Linked DNA regions of Zea mays: region 2 is linked to region 1. A link is a contact called in public Hi-C data. All regions are on one chromosome and are shown on one strand. The core of a region is the stretch at or near the end of the contact, and the rest is flanking DNA. Distances in the headings are between cores, read along the strand shown. Region 1 has its middle 96 kb from the start of LOC109939553. Region 2 holds the start of LOC103628594.

Evidence for each region. A called contact is a pair of places that touch in the nucleus more often than the background predicts.
Region 2: a contact with region 1 is called in a Hi-C map of ear, with 1.9 times the contacts expected there. The contact joins the promoter of LOC103628594 here to the enhancer-like site in region 1. A contact is called at or near these places in 3 of 25 Hi-C or Micro-C datasets (ear, leaf and tassel).

The regions. Positions count from the first base shown.
Region 1 is chr5:157,557,443-157,563,191 of Zm-B73-REFERENCE-NAM-5.0, reverse strand. No RefSeq gene overlaps it. Among protein-coding and RNA genes, the nearest start is that of LOC109939553, 96 kb to the right of the region's middle. Within about 2 kb of position 2,826, at least 15 of the 20 cell types and tissues checked have an H3K27ac peak or open chromatin away from gene starts, as enhancers often do. A contact at or near this core is called in ear, leaf and tassel, where this site is marked.
Region 2 is chr5:158,213,172-158,218,920 of Zm-B73-REFERENCE-NAM-5.0, reverse strand. LOC103628594 reads left to right here and starts at 2,168. Exons shown (of 3, transcript XM_020538517.3): 1 at 2,168-3,074; 2 at 3,167-3,285; 3 at 3,367-4,056. The coding sequence starts at 2,246. The coding sequence ends at 3,759. It overlaps LOC100382538, which reads right to left and starts at 264. Exons shown (of 7, transcript NM_001175272.1): 1 at 149-264; 2 at 1-61. The coding sequence starts at 35. It also overlaps the pseudogene LOC103628595.

The DNA of each region.
Region 1 (5,749 bases), core at 1,577-4,076:
TTCGTAGATTTTTTATTTAGTTTCAATTTTTCATTTGTTTAATAATATATGAGTCAATAATAAATGTTGTCATCACAGTAAACATATTTGGCACACATAAAAAACGAAAAAGTTTAAATTACCCCCCTCACCTATGGATAAATGTTCATATAATCCCCTAAAGTATTTTTTTGTTCATTTTACTCTTTCAATCCTTTGGGTTGGTTCAGTTTACCTCTTAACAAAATTTATCTTTTTTGTTTCTTCCATGTACAAATTGAAATTCAAGTTTACATTTTTTGAAGTGATTGTGGACATCATAATTTATATTATAAAAATATGTTAAGAAAGGTTTTATCATTATCTCATATTTAGTTTGGTATCATTAAAGTTATTATCTTATCTAATCCCTAACATATCAAAATATTTATAAAAATCATAATACATTTTCTAGGTTTAGTTATGTTATTATCTATTAACCAACAAAATTTGAACTGAAAATCAGTTTGTACATAAAGGAATGAAAAATAAAAATTTTGTTAAGAGGTAAAGTGAATCAACTCAAAGGAGTGGAAGGGCTAAACTGAACTAAAAACATATTTTAGGAGTTATGTGAACATTATCCACAGGTGAAGAGAGTAATTTAAACTTTTTCCCATAAACAATAAGGTGGCATGACAATATATATAACATATTACTTATGAAATCATGATTCCAATAATTACAATTTGTTTTGTATCAACTAGCAATACCGGATATAGAAGAATCATATTCATATTTGATCATAGCTAAATAAAAATATTAAATAACTTATAGGCAGATAAATAGACAGCTCATTATATGAACAGTCCATTTATTTGTCTTTGTAAAAAAAACTTACAGATAATCTGTTGTTTGTGGTTGTACATGAGTACATGACCCTATTTGTCACCCACTAACACTGTATACAAGTATCAATAAGCAATAAAGCTAACGCAGAAGGCGGGCCTACCTCGATCTAAATCAGAGCCCACGGGACCTCCCATTTTGCAACATCGTTTTTCACAGTACTTTGCCGGCAGTTGCTGCAGCGTTTTTACAGTGTTTTGTGTCATATGGTCAGTTTGTTTCAGCCTTTTCTAACCAGCTTTTTTGATAATCTAATTGTAGGGAGAATCTGGTTTTAGAGAGAATCTGAGTATCATGAGAATAACGTTACGAGGAAAATAAAGAAGTTCATATGATTTAGGATCTAAAAAGTGACGGATTTCTATTATCACAGTGGCTCGACCGATTTTATATTCATGTTAATTTTGTATGGTTTTTATCAAAAAAACGATTCTTATAAAAATTGATTGATAAGTTGGCTATTTGGTAGTCCACGACAACTTCGGGTGACTAGAAGCTAAAAAACTGAAATAAACAGGACATAGAATCAGAAAAGCTGCAGCCTCCCTTCGGCTGCTAATAATGACTTCCGAACGGAAGCCTACGAGATGTCGAGATCGCTAGAATAACGCTGCATGTGGCTGTCCCTATTTCTAGTTGCACCGTACATATATTTTATTTTATTTTAATCTTTAAATTATTGAAATCTAAGGATTAAAATGAAATAAAATAGATGGTCAGTTCCTAGAAAGTAAATAACCCTTAACTGTTCCAGATAGGGCTGAAAATGGATGTCTGGAGATTCAAATTATCCATATTCGTAAATTGCTAATATGAATATCCGTATTCGTATTCGATTTCAATGTAGATGTCAAATGGATGTATTCGATTTTGATTTATAGTACTTTTCTCTATCCGATTCTATATTCGTATTCGAAAAAAACTATGAAACATTCGATACTATCCGTATCCGTGAAAAAATATGTTTCATGAAACCATTTCAAACTTAACTTTATCACTAATTACTAATTAAAAATGATTTTAAGTTTAACAATATACTAGAAAAATGATATATATCATTTAAAATATTAAAAAATATTTATATGATAAATAAATATATCAACCTTATATTTCTAGTGATATCCAATGATAAAATTCAATAAGTTTCATAAACATTCAATTATAACTCTCCACTTTATCTATATAGTGAACACATCTAAACTAAGTTACATAAACATTCAACTATAACTATCCACTTTACAATATATAGATAAATTTTTTCATGTTTTTATTTAAGTTTTGGTATACACATTTATATAGGACATTCATTCATTTTAGAACGAAAAATTTGTTTTTCTTAGTACATTTACTATTTTATATTAATTCTAATTTACTTGTATTTATACAAATGTCACTTATTAAATATCATGTGTTGTTGTTTATCTTTTGTTACATGCTTCGATAGTTTAAAAATATTGTTTATATAGTTTTGTTGACTTGGATATGGAGGATCATGAGAAATCAATTTTAATTTTAATATGTTTTAATTATCTATTGATTATCTATAAACTTGTACTTAAATAAAAATTCACATATACATATGTTAAATTTAGGGTACGTCGTTTGAGTTGAATTGAGTAAACATCCGAACAAGAATTCGAATTCAACTATCTATTTTGTATTCATATTCTAATATATTCGAATTTGTATCTGAATTCAGACTAAAATATGGTAAACTATGACATTCGAATTTATATCTTTGATCCGTTTCCACCCCCAGGTTGATGAAGAAGGCGAGGCGTTCGTCCTACGGACGGACGAGAAAAGACAATAATGTCTCTGATGCGATGTGTTGTCTGTCTCGCCTGACGCTGACACTCTGCCTGCACCTTCACGAGTTCAGAAGAGAACCGAGATGCCCGAAAGTGGTTTCGCAACGGGCTCATGAGATCCCAACGGCCCAGCCGCAAAGCAGCAGGAGGGGGAACGGGAGCGCCCACGGCCGGTAACGCGACGGGCAACCGAGCCCAGCAGGCCCACGCAGGCGGAAACCGTGGTGATTGTTTAAAGTTAAAAAAATGAAAAACGTTTATTTTGTCTTCTTAACTATGACGAAAGTTAGTTTTTATCTTAACTCTAAAACCGGAAAAATCTCCCTTATGCTATGCTCGGTAGAGCATGCATATGGTTGTTTTGTCTTTATATTACGCTGTGTAATATTTAAAAATAGGGAGTGATATAGAGGATGAGGTAGATTGACTACTGGAGACCGTCCTAACTCGTGAAACAAAATACACTTGACCCATGAATGTTTCTGTCGATAGTTTTTTTCTTTTATGTTTATTTTATCTACATCTTAGAAAAAAGTATATTAAATCATAGAAAAATAATAAAATAAAACTCAATCACGTTTAACTCCGCATGAGTAGACATACATGTTGGTCACTCGTTCTCAACTACTATGAATTAAGAACAATGCAACACCATTTTTAAACGTTAAGGACATTCGTCCTTCGAGGCATTATCTTCTTTCGGATATAATGAGATTTTCAGACGAAGGTCACGAAGAACATGTCTTCATCATTCATAAAAATAAAAGCTTATACACATAAGATGTGTTATCTATTCACATATTTATCCCATAATAAACGTATAAGCATTATCATAATTTATACTACATTGATACATTCGGCTTGTTTGAAGGTGATGACACAAGAGCAATTACAATCCAGCGTGAATAATACGTGGATACTGTTCATATATTTATAGACAACCATAAGGGTTCGTGTGCTATTACATTCATGCCAACAATTACATATAGAGTTTACAAGATGTCACAAGAACAATATCGTCATTTGTATTTAATAACTTGAGCAACACCTTCTCGTTGCATCGTCTCCTTGTTTCGCCGTGATGAAGCCTGCTTGATGAAGCGTGCTTCGTTGTACTTCTCTTGTACTATGCCGAAGCTCTTTTGGTGACGAAGCTCCTATAGTATTCAGTAATATGCTGAAAGCAAATAGTTAGCTATGTTTTCTAGGACCTTCGTAAGAGGAAGGCCTCTAACAATACACAATAATTTAATTCGACATGCTTTAATATAAAGCTTTTATGTAACTTGAATCTATGCTTTTATGTAACTAATTCATAGCTATAATTTCTCTAGTCCAATTGTGATGAAAGTTTTACGATGAGCTATTAATTGCATGCTTCAGTTGTAGTAACAATTTTACGATCGTTGGATCATAGATGACTGAGTTACAAATTTATCTACATAAAACTATAACACAGTCATATATGATCCAATGAGCATGATGTTTTTGCTACATCTCAAGGATATAATGATTAGCCCATCACAAATTTTTTTATCAAAATTAGTCTACAAAAACTATAATTGTGAATTAATTCTTGCAAAAACATAGATCTAAGATATAGCTAAAACTATATTGAAGCATACCATTTGTTCACTGTGTATATGTACTCATGTGGAGTCCAATGCAAATAGATTTCGATTTTATGATTTTTTAATTTACTACAATTTTCAAACATTTAGCTAAAATAAACATAAAAGAAAAAACTACCAAGGGAAGCAATCATAAGGGTCATGTGGCTGATTTTGGAAGATATAAATGAGGAGCTATTTCCGGTTTTTAAAGATAAAAATAAAAAACTATCTTTTAAAATAATTGAAGAAGACAAAAATCATGGTTTACCCCATCGTCATGGTCATCGCGCGCCCTACTGGCCCATGCCCACACAAGCGTCGATGGATGGAGCATTCATCTAGTTGATAGTCCTTGGTAGCTTTGCAATGCAATTCGCGACGGCTAGCTGGTCAGGTGGTTGTACACGCAACGCACTGCTCATGCTCATTACATAAGCGTGGATGGATGGGCCAGGCCTGGCACCATTGGCCTACTAGTCTCCAATAGAACTAATCTGCTGTCTTACGGCAGCGTGCCATGTGCTCGTTGATCTTCAATCGAACAAAGATGTGTTGTCCTCCCCCGTAAGCAGCGGCCAAGCCAACCACATCAAACCAATGGCGCCATCACTAAGCTAACATTGTCGCCAAGAGCCAAACGACACCACATTCACATGTGCCATGCGCCCATAGGTCTTAGCCCCCACGTCGCTAACGAGTAGAGATGGCAAAGGGTATCGAAACCCGACGGTTTTTTATTCTATTAGGGCTTGTTTAGAAACCCTATTTTTTCAAAGGATTTTCATTTTCCCAAGGAAAATTAGTTCATTTTTCCATGGGAAAATAGAAATCCCTTGGTAAAATGGGGTATCCAAACTAGTCCTTAGGGTACATGTATGGGTCAATTTTCTTACCCATGGGATTATTAATGGGAATAAAGTTGTACCGTCGGGCGTGCGGGTACGTTCTTATGGTACCCAAACCCGCAAACCCATCGGTAAAATATACCCGGTTCAGTTATATTGTGTGCCTCTTAAACCCTGATCTGCTAGTATATGATCACTAGTAGAAAAGAGCTCAAAGCCTGCGACACCCATAAATTATCACTGGCGGTTTCAGTTATCGCGCGCCAGTAAAAAAACGAGGTGGGCCCGGCTTGGGAACCGCCAGTGGAAAACTATTTCCACTGGCGGTTTTTCAAGCCAACCACCAGTGAACTGTCTGTTATAATTACCCCTCTTTTTCCCCCCGACAGGAGCTGTATGCTCGCAGCCAACTTCCATTGGAGGCGATTTTGGAGGTCCAGATTTCACAAAAAAACAAGGGGGAGGTTTTGGTCTTCATTTCTTGGAAGAAGGTGGATAAGAAAGGTTGGTTTATGTTTCTTTGTCAATTTTTGTTCATTCTTGCTCAATTTTAGCCACATTTTGGATCTAGGGTTTTACATGTGAGAGAGAAGAGTATAGCTAGGTTATTTTC
Region 2 (5,749 bases), core at 919-3,418, 660 kb before region 1:
AACGCGTGCTGGTTGTCCTCCGGGTACCCCGCCATGCCGCAAACTTCTGCGCAACCGCCGCCTGAGATCAAAACAATGAAATCTGAGCAAACACGCAGAAACCCTAGCTCGAACCTTGGAAGAGGGCGCGGGGGAGAAGGCGGGTTACCTCGGATTCGGAGCAATCAGAAGGTGGGGTTCGAATCCTGAGCAAACCGTAGCGGCGCTACTGCGGCCTGCGGGTTTAGAGGGAGGGGTGAGATTGCAGGAGGACGGAGATGAGAGAGACGGAAGAGGCGGCGGCGAGGTTCGCTTTGAGTCCAATGCGCAGACGGCTCCGGCATTTTATATGAGCCGTGTGCGACGTTGCGAGTTTGGGTTTTGGACGAAGTTGACTAAAAAGTTAGAGCTACTATGACAATTTTCTACTTTAAAGGTTTTGTTCGTTTATTCTCAATACATATGGATCAGATTAGAATAAAAAAATTAAAAAAAAGTTTAACTTATTTGGAATTCAAACTCATCCAATCTTACTCAATCAACATAAATTGAGAGCTAACTGAACAAGCTTTAAATAGGTGTTTAAATATACTAGAGCTAATAGTTAGTTAGCTAAAAATATACTCGTAGAATTAGCTAGCTAACAAATAGTTAGCTAACCAGGGTTCGGCTAGGCGGCGGTTAGGCGGCGCCTAGGCGCTAATCGACGGGCTGACGCATAGCCTAGGGGGTTGTGTGGCGTCTAGGCGGGCGCAGCGCATAGGCGGCGCTCAGCCGCGCCTCCGTGGCGAGTTTGCGGCGCGCAAGCGCCGTAGGCGGGCGCGTAGGCGGCCAAGTTTTTAGCGCGGCCAGGTTTTTAGCGCGCGCGCCGTGCTCCTCCCGCGCGGGAAAATCCCTCCTCCCAGCCGCTATCCCGCTCGGCCTCCCTCCTCCCAGCGCGGCAAAATCCAGCCGCTGTCCCGCTCGGCATCCCTCCTCCCCGCGCGGCAAAATCCAGCCGCTATAACGCGCCGGAGGAAGTGCAGCCACCGGCCTCCCTCGTCCCCGTCGTCCCTGCTTCCTGCCCGTGCCAAGGTGAGTTCTCCTCCCCCGTCGGCTGCTCCCCTCCCTGCTCATCCCCATCCGCTAACTTGGCCTCTCCTGCTAACTTGGCCTCCCCTGCTTTCCTCCCCTGGTTTTAGCCTCTAGATCTTGCGGACTGCGGTCAAGAGAAAGGATAGCCTTCTGAAACTTAAGGATGTCATCAGAAACTACAACTGCACCTTCTGAAACTGAAGCAGCTAGAGCGAATCTCCTAAAAAGAAATTCAGATGATGTTGGATGGGAATATGGTGTTCTTGTTGATGCTAACAACAAAGACAAGGTGAAGTGTAAGTTCTGTGACAAGGAGATGAGGGGAGGGATTTATAGGTTGAAGGAGCATCTTGCCCATGTTGGAAAGAATGTGAAGAAATGCACGTCTACAACACTGCAGGCTCTAGAGGCTAAAGAGAAGTGCAAGAAAGCAATAGAGGCTGCAAAAAGGAAGAGGGAGGAGAAGACTGTTCGTGAGCTAGAACTTAGAGAGGAAGTGAATGTATCTAGGGTTGGAGAGGAGTCAGAAGAAGTCACTTGTGTTGGAAGCTCACAGCCTCACAAATTAGGGCCAATTGACAAATGGACACGTGCTATTGATCCTACCAAGGCTGATTCATTCAAACAACAGCAGCTGAACAAAGAACTATGGAAAGAACGAGAGCATGAGGTGCACAAGTTTATTGCAAGATGGGCCTATAATCATGGTAAATTGCTAGTATACGATGTTGTTTTCACATTTTAAAATTCATGAACTGAACACTAATTAGACTTCATTTTTTAATCATTGGCAGGAATACCTTTCAATGCATGTGACAATGATGAGTTCAAGCAAATGTGTGAAGCAATTGGACAATTTGGACCAGGACTAACACCTCCAACTCAAGATGCCTTTCGAGGTAGTTTGCTGGAAGAAGAATATGAAAGAACCAAGTGCTTGCTGCAGGAACGTGAAGCCGAGAAGATGAAAAATGGGTGCTTTATTATGACCGATGCTTGGTCAGATAGGAAGAGGAGAAGCATAATGAATATATGCACTAATTGTGCTGATGGAACCTCCTTCATCAGCTCAAAATAGATGTCAGGTGTGTCACACACAAGTGAAGTCATTTTTGAATTAGTGGACAAAGCAATTTAAGACATTGGTGAAGAAAATGTGGTGCAAGTAGTCACTGACAATGCCTCTAACAACATGGGAGCAAAGAAGCTATTGCTTGAGAAGAGACCACAAATATTTTGGACCTCTTGTGCAGCTCACACAATCAACTTGATGCTCCAAGGAATTGGCAACTTGCCTCGGTTCAAGAAAGTGATTGACCAAGCAAAGTCATTTACCATATTTGTGTATGGCTACACAAGAACATTGGAGTGCTTGAGATACTTCACAGAGGGGAAAGAGCTAGTGAGGCCAGGAGTGACTAGGTTTGCTTCATACTTTCTCACTTTGAACAGTATGCAAGAGAAGAAGGATCAGTTAAGGAAGATGGTGGTTCATAGCAGGTGGGACTCATTAAAGGATGTGAAATCAAAGAAAGGAAAAGAGGCCACAGCTACTATATTGAGTCCAGCCTTTTGGAAGGATGTGAAGCTAATGTTGGCTGTTTTTGAGCCATTGGTCAAAGTCCTCTGTTTGGTTGATGGGGATGTGAAGCCATCCATGGGTTTCCTTTATGGAGAGCTACTAAAGGCAAAGAGAGAGGTCAAAGAGGACTTTGGCAATGTCGAGTCTCGATTCAAAGATGTTATGGCTGTAATTGAGAAGAAGATGAATGGAAGACTTGATTCTCCATTGCATTTGACAGCTTTTTTGCTGAATCCACACTACAGCTATGCTAACCCATCAATCTTTGATGAGCCCAAAATGAATGAAGCCTTCATATCTTGTGTCGAGCAATTTTATTATCATGATGAGGACCAACAAGAACAGGCTGCCAACTTTGAATTGAAAAAAATTCAGAATAGAGAAGGACCATTTAGCAAGAAGCTTGCAAGAACTTTTCAAAACTATGATTACAATCCAGGTAGAGGTACTTATTATATGGTTGTTTGCTGTTTTCTAACATGGCTGTTTGCTGTTTTTTAAACTAATAGAGGTGTTTCTAATTTATTTCAGCATCATGGCGGCGGTTATATGGAACTGAAACACCAGCTTTACAGAAGATGGCTACAAGGATATTATCTTTGACATCAAGCTCTTCTGGTTGTGAAAGAAATTGGAGTGGGTTTGAAGGGGTTAGTGCCTATCTATTAATCATTTCAGCAGTATTATGATTAAATTTCAGAACTGAAAATGCTTTTGTTTCTAATTTATAGATACACACTAAGAAGAGAAATAGGCTGACTACAACCCGCCTCAACAAGTTGGTCTATATTCAGTTCAATAACAGGCTGATGAATAACAGAGAAAAGATTAGGTCAAAGAAAATCACTGATGTTCTCTTGTCTAGTGATACAACTGAAGCTCAAGGTTTTCTCCAAGAGGGTGGAGATGATTGTGCACAAGTTGTCTTTAGAGATGGGGAGGAAGATGAGATGGAAGGTACAGGGATACCTTGGTCTGTTATTGGAGAGGCAGTGGGAGCAGAAGAACAGCTTGAGCCTCGTAGAAGTGCAAGAGTGAGAGAGCTCTATGAAGGAGAAGAGTTTGAGTCTGAAGAAGAAGAGTATGAAGATGAAGATTTGTGCTACAGTGAAGATGAAATATGATCTGGACCATCCCCATCTAGTAGTGAAGCCTTTTGTGATGCCCTGGTCTTATGAACTGCAGTTGTGTCACTTTGTGTCTGTGTGTCTTCTTTTGTGTGAGACCTGAACTAAGAACTATGTGCTTGTGCTGTCCTTTATTTATAAATTGTGTTCTGCACTTGTATTACTGTCCTATCCACTTGTGTTGTAATTACCAGCTGCTGATATGGTGTGCTCAACTGCTCATGAATGGGAGGCTGCTGAAATCATCCAGATAAGTCACAATTTAGTGTTTTCTATTTTTTTTATGAACAACTAGTTGTCTATTGACTAATTTACTAACTACTAGCTGTCCAAATGTGTTGCAGCCTTGCAGGAGCTAGGAACATGCAAGAGTAAGCTCAGCTAGGAATCAGATATGTCTACTGGCCTTCTTTTTATACTTACTGTGAGTCTGTGACTCATATATAGTAGTTATATACGTATATATAGTTATATACATAATATATATATAATTTATGGCTATATTGCCAAAACGCCTAGAAAAGCGCCTAGAAGCGCCTAAGACCGAGTACTCCCGACTAGGCGCTAGGCAATGGGTCACCGCCTAGATTCCGCCTAGCGCCTAGCTGAACCTTGTAGCTAACTACTAGCTAATTCACTAAAAATAGCTAATAGCTTAACTATTATCTGGGGTGTTTGGATGTCTATAGCTAATTTTAGCCACTGACTATTATCTCTAGTGCATTCAAACACCCCTAAGACATCAATATCATTTTATTTGTATTAAATTATGAGTTTTCGTTAGTATTTTCGTTTTCGTTCGTTTTCGTAATTCCGTTTATCCTGCTGCCGTTTTCGTTCCCGACTATTCCGGACCCGATCCCGTTTCCGATGATAAAATACGGATACGGAAATTAGAGAGGTATTTTCCATCAGTTTCTGTCTATTGTCATCACTAGTGTTGGATACTTGGTTGGATGCCATGTTTAAAAAAACTTTAGTTTAAATAGCAAAAGATGCTTAAAATATGGTTTATAAAAGATTTAGGCTGGAGTTTTCATTAAAAAAACTAGAAAACACTATAGTTTTAATTGAATACTATGGTTTTAAAAAAATTAAAGGTTGTCGGAATAAACACTAAGACAGGAGACGTATGCATAAGATCATTACACAGTGTTGATACATCACTATATACTTATTCAGGCCACCTAAGAGTGTGTTTGGTTAGAGAGTAAACTAGAATGGAACAATTCCATTCCATTCTAGTTTTTTAAATAGAGTCGTTCTATTCCGTGGTTGGCAAACAGAACAGAGCCGCTCTATTTTTTGTTTGGTTTAAGAGTAGAATAGAGCGGAGCTGCTTTATTCTTTGTTTGGTTGGATAGTCATATGAGTGTAGAGGGTATGAGAGGGAGGATAGCGCTCGCATCCGGTCGTTTTTATGGAGCGGGAGTATTCCAACTATTTATGGTAAATTTCTATATGGAGACTTTAGGAGCCATTCCACTCCTAGTATATGGTCATGGGCGACCCCAAATTCCTTGGTACACCGGCAACAAGGTAAAAAAGAAAAATGCTACTAGATGGATTCAAGTTCACCATAAATATTTGTTAAATTGATTATTTTCTTAAGCTGTGCATTAGGGTATATTTCGAGCGGGCTTCACCCCTATATATGGTGTAGACCTGTTCAAACATCAGGTCGGGTCGTGTGCCATTTATCACGGCCCGTACCCGACCCGTGCCTAGTGTTGATACGTCCCTGTTTGACATGTCAGGTCGGGTTTTTTCGGGTTACGTCGGATTTTTGGCTTTGGGTCGAGTTTTTTTGGGTTGGGTCGGGTTTTGGGTCAAAAATCACGACCCGTATACGGCCCGCGAATATTGCGGGCCAAAAATTATGGCCCGCACACGCCTGTTGTATTGGTCGAGTCAGGTCGGGCCAGGTTTTTTCGAACGGGTTGGGTCGGGTTGGCCGGGTTGGGTCTGATGGCCCATGATCAGATCT